Linked DNA regions of Hordeum vulgare: region 2 is linked to region 1. The links are chromatin contacts, called in public HiChIP or PLAC-seq maps. All regions are on one chromosome and are shown on one strand. Each heading gives the region's core, a stretch centred on a gene start, on an enhancer-like site or on the middle of the called end of the contact. The rest is flanking DNA. Distances are from core to core; before and after follow the strand shown.

The links. HiChIP or PLAC-seq counts read pairs in DNA pulled down with a chosen protein or histone mark.
Region 2: an H3K4me3 HiChIP or PLAC-seq map of embryo shows a contact between it and region 1, with 5 times the contacts expected there. The contact joins the promoter of LOC123427334 here to the promoter of LOC123427331 in region 1. A contact is called at or near these places in 1 of 6 Hi-C or Micro-C datasets (seedling) and 1 of 1 datasets of contacts at active chromatin or transcription factors (embryo).

Annotation. Positions count from the first base shown.
Region 1 is chr2H:567,423,186-567,427,580 of MorexV3_pseudomolecules_assembly, reverse strand. It overlaps LOC123427331 (elicitor-responsive protein 3), which reads right to left and starts at 2,643. Exons shown (of 5, transcript XM_045111347.1): 1 at 2,423-2,643; 2 at 2,145-2,210; 3 at 1,495-1,621; 4 at 1,182-1,296; 5 at 456-808. The coding sequence starts at 2,489. The coding sequence ends at 749.
Region 2 is chr2H:567,593,990-567,598,384 of MorexV3_pseudomolecules_assembly, reverse strand. LOC123427334 (tRNA-dihydrouridine(20) synthase [NAD(P)+]-like) reads right to left here and starts at 2,499. Exons shown (of 11, transcript XR_006622388.1): 1 at 2,300-2,499; 2 at 1,387-1,492; 3 at 900-1,038; 4 at 612-720; 5 at 386-522.

The sequences.
Region 1 (4,395 bases), core at 1,394-3,893:
GCTTCCCGGAGGCACCGACATAAGAACCTGGTAGTTACGTATTTTAAAGCACATCACCTAGGGCAACCCCAAACTAATAGATTTTCTACCTCTTCTCAGTGGTACCTAAACCCTTAGTACCACTACTGAAGCTCTACTAGGTTGAAGCTGAGTCAAACTTGTCAAAATCGAGGATGCAAGAGCCCCCCTAACTCTTTTGTCCAATGGAAGTGTGGTGCCATATCTTGTCAATTCTTTTTAGTCCCCACTTCAACATTTGAAAGACCGAAAATTGGTAGGTGACCATGGACGATAGGATTGTTATAAGAGGATTTCATCCTCACCTACTGGCCAGATTGAATATCTATGACAAAGTAAGCACCATCGACAAGAGAAGGAGAAGATATACACGTTTTACGAAATGAAAGAAAAAGAGGGAGCGCCTCGGCCTTTGCATCAGCTAATGCACACAACCATAACGAATTACTATCTCTTAAGAAATGGGACCATCACTGTTGCAAATCAGTTTAGTGAACATTAAAGAGGGCTAATACTTCATACAAGTGGGGAACACCGTTATTACAATTTTGAATACTAGAAAATGATACCAATCAATAAGGAGAGTCTCCCCTCAAAAAAATAAAATAAGGAGAGTCTTAGCACTGAGGGAATCAACGATAAATACAGTCCTTAAAAAGAATTAAAATAAGCTTTAGTTCTAGCACACGACTTGTCACGCACCATAGCTCAGCAAAACATCCGCTTCTTCTCAAGATGACTGGTTCCACCCACCATAGTTTTCCTCGGGTTGATCCTCATCCCGAGCCTCCTGTGATCAGAGAAAAACATGTGGAAATGTAAGTATTGAGGTCAGAAGAAGGGCCAGCTCGTCCATCTTCATGAAAATGGAAAATATTGAAGGACCAAGATACTCTACACAATTAGTGCTATTGAAACTAGAAGTTGAGAAGATAAAAAATGGTACAGTAGAAGAATTATAGCCAGATCTGTAGTGCTGTTCAGTTTACCAGATCAGGTAACAGCGAATAAGGGCCTAATAGTTTGCATAAAGAGTTACTAATGCATATGTTCAGTGAGTAGCAGAAGAAATAAATGACACGTGTGTCACCAAGCTGACAAATGAGCATCAGAGGCAAATGGAACGGGTTTACACTCTTTGAACATGAATGTGAGAAAACTACCTCCGGAGTGAACGTCAGACCGATTTTGATTTCTCCACGGTACTCTTCGTCCTTGACAACATTGTAAACAGTTGGTGGGATGCTTCCTTCAGTATACACTCCATCCAATGGGATCCTGCAAGAAACAAGTACTCAGTTATGGAGTAGTAGATAACGCAATCTGCTATCATTCAATTTTGCATCCCGCGATAATGCGACAGCAACCGAAATGCAAATTGCAAGTGTTTCAGCAACAGATTCGGCCAAACATTTTGAGCCAATTTTATGCAAGACCGCCAGCCCCACCAAAATCATTAGCTCATTTTTGACTTACGTTGCTTCACCAACGCTGTCATCTTCCGTGCCACCATCACTGTCGAGGAGCTTGATGACGAGCTCGCGTGCGTTCTCAGAGACGGTGAACACAAAGGTTTCGTTCCATTCAGGGTCACTTCCCTTTCCTGCATTCACCGAGTGAATTCAAGTCACATCTCATAAGGAAGTCGATAGCACACACGCACGGTAGCATCGAGATGCATGACGTTACTCTCTAACATGTCTTGACGAATCCCATTTTTCCTTATGGAAGGATCCACCTAGGGGTTGATGCTATCGAGATGCATGACGTTACTCTCTAACATGTCTTAGCGCACGTTGCTGCCATTCTGAATCGATTTGTTTCTTATTATGATCATGTAGACTTTCCTGCTGTTCAAGCGTCCAGACATTACTGTCGTGGCAAAACACATGACAGACTTAAGCATGATAGCTTCTACCAGCACGCGTAAGCTAGGACTCACTCAGCACCAGACACCAGTGCTCATCTTTTTTTACTACTTGGCAAACGAGCAGAAGGGCCAGATTTCACTATCATTGAGGTGTCACTTTGAACAGTATACTAATCAACGAAAGCGTTGGCCGATGAATTGAAGAGCTAAGATTTTCTATCAACAAAATATGTGCAGGCTAAACGAAGAGACTTGCCTGAGGCGACGGTGCTCTTCTGCTCCTGCGAGGTGCATCTCAGAACCGCGTACGGGTCCATGTTGCCTGCAGCAAAGAATTCGCAGCCACGGAATTCGTCAGCGAGAATCGATGCCGTCAATTGGACACCAGCGAAGGCGGAAAGCCCCAAAACGACGCGAGGATATTGCGCCGATTTGGCTGATCAGGAGGCCGTCGCCGAGCTACTTGGTCGAGCGGGGAACGGGGAAAGCAGAGCTGAACTCAATCAGATGAGAGCTCGATGGGGGGTGGCTTACAGAGGTAGTCGGTGTTCTCGAGGCCCTTGGCTCCGACGAGCAGCACCTCCAGCGTCCCCTGCGCCATCTTCTCTCCTGGTCTGATCTCGCCTTCGCCCACGCAACTCCGCAGGTGAGGAACTACGTTGAGTAGGCAGCACGACTGGACGGCGTGACGAATTGCTTAGATCCGATCCGAGCCCCCGGGTACCGCTGTATGTATATAGGACTAGGAGTTGAAAAATGGAAAGCTCGGCCGCGTCTTCCTCGCGTCTCCCCCACGTCGCCCTCACATGGAGGCGGTGTGTGGTAGGGCACAGGCAGGCCAACTTGCCTAAGGACGCGTTTTTTCACTGTTTTGACCTACAAGACAAAAAAAATTCACACAATGAACTCGATTTTAAAGTTTTTCACGATCTGACCCTTTTGAAAACGTCAGAAATCGTGGCGTTGCAGGCCTTATGCGAAACGCCAGTCTACTGAATGTTGCAATCCTCATGTGCAACGCGAGTCTACTAGACGTTGCAGGCCTTAACAGAAACGCCAAAGAGGCTCGCGTTGCAGGGGGGCTATGTAACTGCCCAGCGCTCGCCCCTTCGTCCACCCCCTGTTCTTTCCTTCTCCTCTCCATGAAAAAGCTATCCCTCCTCCTCCAGACCCCCCCCTTCGATCTCCCTCCTCCCCCAACCGTTTTGTTGATTCTTTGGGGCAAATCGAAGAGGCCGGTAAGCTCCTCCAGTCCCTCCAATTAGTTTTTGCAATGACTGTGTATGTGTGTAGCTTTTTCTTGCACTAGGTGTACGTATGCTTTGAAGTAAATTTATTTTGTGATTGTTAATAGGTGTAGTTTATGGTGTGTCTAGGTGTAGTTTTTGGTGGCTATAGGTATAACCTAGGTTTTGTTCATATTATTCGCATTAGGTTTATGCCTAGGTTTAGTTCATATTATTCGAAGAGGCCGATAAGAATTTTGTTCATATTATGTAGGATGTTTCGGCCGGATAAATATCCGGGTCTTGATGAGTACTACGAGCAGAAGCATCGCGCGGTGCTAGTTGAAAGAGGAGAGGTAATTATGATTGTGTTGATGATTATTTTTATATACTCCATGATTTTTATATTTTGACAAGTTGAGTCAATTAATAAATTATGCGTTTGTTTGTTTAGGTTCCTCCACTACTTCGTTTGAGGGGGCACAATCCGAATGAAACTCTTTTATATGACCCTCGTTACGAGCCTTATTTTAGAAGAATGGTTCTTCTATAATTTGTGCTCAACTTTAAAGGCACACCACCATGGTTGAATGCCACGGCCCTAACCGCACTTACGGATCGTTGGAGGCCGGAGACGCACTCTTTTCACCTTCCTCTTGGTGAGATGAGCATAACCTTGGAGGATATTGCTATGATCACCGGGCTTCCTATCGAGGGCAGGGCTCTTACAGGAAAGGTTAGGTCAGCTCAGTGGCGACAACGGGTTGCAACATTGGTTGGTGTTGAACTCGAGCCATGGACTGATGAAACTAGGAAGGATCCTAGGCCATTCGGTGTGTTGTTCTCTTGGATACATCCCTCTCCATCAACCGCTGCTCCTCACTGGTTGCATCCTTCTCCGCCCCCACTCCATTTTCTCCTTGTTGGGTTGAGACGCCGTCATACCTACATAAAAACATCAAGGCTCACAGTTAATACAATAGCATAAAAAGTTACGAAAATGGTCCTCGTAGGTAAAAAAATCAAAACATCAAGGCATGAAAAACAACATGATAGATAAACTTACGGAAATGGTCCTCGTAGGTAACCGAACATTCCTCTACCACCACCCGAACCTCTACCCATAAAATCACCACATCTACCATCACCGCCGGATCCTCGTCCCATAGCAAGGCCACCACGTCTACCACCGCCGGATCCTCGTCCCATAGAAAGGCCACCACTTGAACCACCACGTCTACCACTCTCGGATCCTCGTCCCATAGCAATGCCACCACTTGA
Region 2 (4,395 bases), core at 1,250-3,749, 170 kb before region 1:
AAAACAATTACTCGGAGATGATCCTAGGGCCCATGAAAAATATGCATGGATGCAGCACATCATATTTCATGTTGATTACTGTAAAAATCAAACCCAATGGATTACAAAGTAAATCCACAAGTTAGTTAATGTAAAACTCGGATGTTGGAAAAAAAATAGTGAGCAAAAATGTGGAGTCACTCCCTGAACTTTCCATGGATAAGTCGCATCAATTTGGGTACTATACAATTCTAATAAACCGAATGGTCTGCATATGAATAGAATTTTCACCAGGATTTACAATCTTGGGTGTTAAATTTGGTTGATGCCCTTAAGAAGCACGAATGGTAAATTGTGCATTTTCAAGCAAGATAAGACTCAGAAGTACAATTGCATTTGTGCTTACCTTCCATGGACAGCCAGAGCTGGAACACCACACTTCTCAATCCGGCGTGCCAGCTCCACAGTGTCCTGGCGTGTGTTCAAAAGACGGATTTTACATGTCACTGGTGTGTTCAAGTTCCTCCGCAATGTAGTCAAAATCTACATGGAATAGTTAGCATAGCCTGATTAAGGATAGTAAAGTCCAAGGATATGAAAGTAAGAGAACAAAAGACCATGTAGGAATGTACATCATGTATAAGCTCAGGTTTGGATAGTAATGCAGAACCCATTCCTCCACTGACAGAAAAAGCCTTTGGACAACCCATGTTGATATCTATAGCAGCAACATCATTGCACCTGGTGAGGATGAAAAACTATGATTAAATAGAAGATGCAAATCAGCATATGTTTAAAAGGCCAATTCAATGTGTTGATCAAATCATCAGACCAAACAATTTAGTTAGCAGCCTTTCCCCAATAACACGGTGAACTTTAAGTTATTCGCTATTAAGAGCAAACTCAGAAGTAAGGCTTACACAATCTCAGCAGCTTTAAGTGCTCTCACAGCATCTGATGTGCCCATTTGGAAGACAACCCTATCCCTTTCTTGCGGGCATGTTCGGAAAACAACACTATCAGTCCCTCTTTCCAAAAAATCAGTTGTCCCAAGAGATTCTGACCAATGATGAACATAATGATTAGAATGAGTGGATACCACACAAATCTGGACAGCATGTAGAACAAAGAAACAAAATCCAGTGGCATTAAGTTGTCCTTAAATCATACACTTGTACATTAAGTTGTCCTTCAATTAAATTTGTTATCTATCTCCAAACAAAACAAAAACACATCCAAGAATCAGTTACTGACTTAAAATGCAACATTATTGGAGTAAAGCTATCTACAATACTATAAGATGCGAAAACGGTAGTTTATGAGCAGAACATAATCATTGATGTGGTAGTCATAGTTGTGACTTGTGAGATGATAATAAACCGTGAAACATCAGTTGGACTACAATACCATTTGTAACACGTTGACAGTGCACAAACTTATGATCTATTATTTCTTCTCCATACGTAATATCGGCGCCATATTCAGCAGCCAGTAGCCTAAACGGCAGAGTACCCTGCAAAAATCATTGACAGAATAAGGAAGGTTCCACATATAACTATGTAAAGACGTTGAAGAAATGTGTGACAAGGAGGATATTGTCTAGAAATAACTGTGATTTGTGGAGGATAACTAGTGTTTAGAGGGTGCTTGGATCCAAGAGACTAAAACTAGTCTGACTAAAACTAGTCTCTTTAAGAGGCTAAAGTTCCAAGCGCCCCTGACTAAAGAGAGGCTAAAACTAGTCTTGAGGCTAAAATCTTTTAGTCAGGGGTACCCCTACTAAAATGTGCATTAGTCCTCTCTCTCCTCATTTAACTCCTCATGCAAGTTCTGGATTGGACAGTTTGGAGGATAATAAATGCTCATTAACTTGATTTTAGTCTCTTTAGTACTTGGATCCAAGCATGGGTGAGGCTAGCAAGTTTTAGTCTCACTACTTTTAGTCATGGGACTAAAACGTATCCAAGCACCCTCTTAATCAGGAATCCAGCATCGGGCAACTGAGAACCATACAAAGAACTAATCAGTTCATCAATGGAGATATCGTGCTACTTATTCCAGTCCCTAGAGCTGCATCCAAGAAACCCTGATTTCCAACTAGAGATCTCTCGGGGTTCGTTCTGACTAGCACGGCTAGCAACACGGGCAATCGCCCATCGAGCTACTCAATCACCCCGTGCGGCACTAAAGCTTCCCGCTCTAGATTCAGGGAGGCTTGAATCTAGGTCCCCGTGCTCCGGGGACTAAAACTCGGTTCCTACGCCTCCAGCTCATGCGGGACGCTGCTGCGAATCGGGGTGGGAGGGTTTGGAGTAGTTACCGCGCGGACCATGGGCGCGAGCACGAGCTTGTTGCGGTAGTCCATCTCTTCTTGCCTCGTGTCGCCGCGTCTCTGCCGCTGCGGCTGCTCCGCCTCTGACCCTCTCCTTGCTACCCCTCAATTCTGGGGACAAGGTTCCGGAGCGGACAGTGCCACAGGGAAGAAGAAAAGGCGACGCTGGCGGCGACCGCGCTGTCCCGTGCAGGAACAGAGCACTGCGTCCTCTCTAGACCGGAACCTCTCGCACGTTTCCTTGTTGGGCCGGCTGCTCAAAAGCCCAAATCTTCTCGCTCTTACTTAAGTTGTGAACGGGAGCCACCGGCTATCGAGCGCCGAAATCACTAGTTAGCGATTGCACCTTTTAACGATTACTTCCATTTTCACAGGTTACGATAAATAGCGGACTGCATGCGTATCATTTATCGCAACCTGAAAATTTTCCTTTTTTCGTAGATCCGTATTTTTAAAATATTTTATCTCCTAAATCATGCGTCCAAATTTTGAACTGTTTCCACGTTGATTTCCACCGTTGATTTTCTCGCGTCGAGATCTTCAAAACTAGATCCCATTTTAATAGGTTTTGGCGAACTTTTTTTTCACGAAAAAACCAGAAGAAAAAACCGGACGAAAAAATCGTGCCTCACGCGATAGAAAAAAAATCAGAAAACGAGTCGTGGCTCTCACGAAGGCAAAACCATGCCTCCCGCGGAAGCAAAACCGCGTCTCTCGCAAAAAAAGAGAGAGCTGCAAACACGTTTTTTTCCTTTCAGGAGAGCCATGACGTGCCTCTCGCGAAGGAAAAATTGTAACTTTCGTGGAAGCAAAACCGTGTCTCTTGCAAAAAAAATTAGAAAACACATTTTTTCCCTTTCGGAAGAGGCACGGACGTGCCTCTCGCGAAGGCAAAACCGTACCTTTCACGGAAGCAAAACCATGTCTCTCGCAAAAAAAACAGAAAAACGCGTTTTCTTCCCCTTTCCGAGAGGCACGGGCGTGCCTATCGTGAATGTAAATCCGTGCCTTTCGCACAAGCAAAACCGTGCCTCTCGCAAAAAAAAACAAAAAACACGTTTTTTCTCTTTTCGAGAGGCACGGCCGTGTCTCTCGCGAAGGCAAAATCGTGCCTCTCGCAAAGCAAAACCGTGTCTCTCGCAAAAAAACAGAAACTGTGTTTTTTCGTAAAAAAAATAGAAAACGCGTTTTTTGCGAAAAAAATATTGTCCAAAAGTTTCTTTTTTTTGCGAGATGATAAAAAAATCGAAACACCAAAAAAATCCAGAAAAAAATCACTCTAAAGAGCCAAAAACACGTGCGAAAAAAATTACGACGGGAACGTTGAGAGCGCGACACGTGGTGGCGGCTGAGAACGCGCTAAATGGCGACGCATGAGAGTGATCGCTCGAAGGCTCCCGAAGAAGTGCTCGCTAACTAGTTACCATCAGCGAGCGCTATTTCGGTTGCCTCGCAGCTAGGGCTGCAAATAAGTCAAGTTCGAGCGAGTTGTACTTGGCTTAGCTCAACTCATATTGAAATTCAAGCGAGCTCAAACTAAGTGAAGCTAATTGTCGAGCCATAAAACTTCACTCGTGTTCAGCTTGTAACGATCTCGAGTCAATCTCGAATTAGTTTCAAGTTAAATGAGACAGTAAAAAATATAAATCTTCCAGGATGATCCAACTAGATAAGGCAAATCAAGACATAAGAAAGCACTACAAATATTATTCCAATCAAGACTATGATAATGTAGCTTATTCAAAGTAGTTCGACTTATTCTCTAATAACCAAAAGTCTAGCACCAACATAAGAGACAATTCATGACAGATGTATAATTGGAAAAACAAATTATTTGTCGAAGATCATAAGAATTTGTAGTATAGTGTAGGTCGTAGATGGTCTTGGAGTTCGTAGAGGTCGCGAGTTCACGCGTGGGTCGATGGCGAGGCATGCTCATGGTGGGGAACGAGGCGAAGGGCTGGAGGCGGACGTGTGTTAGACTGATGGATGAGGTTGTGTTCTGAATCTGTAGAGCGGTGACTATATCTAGTACAAGATTTTTTACTGCGGCTAACAGTACTCTGAATCACGTGCAGCCTATG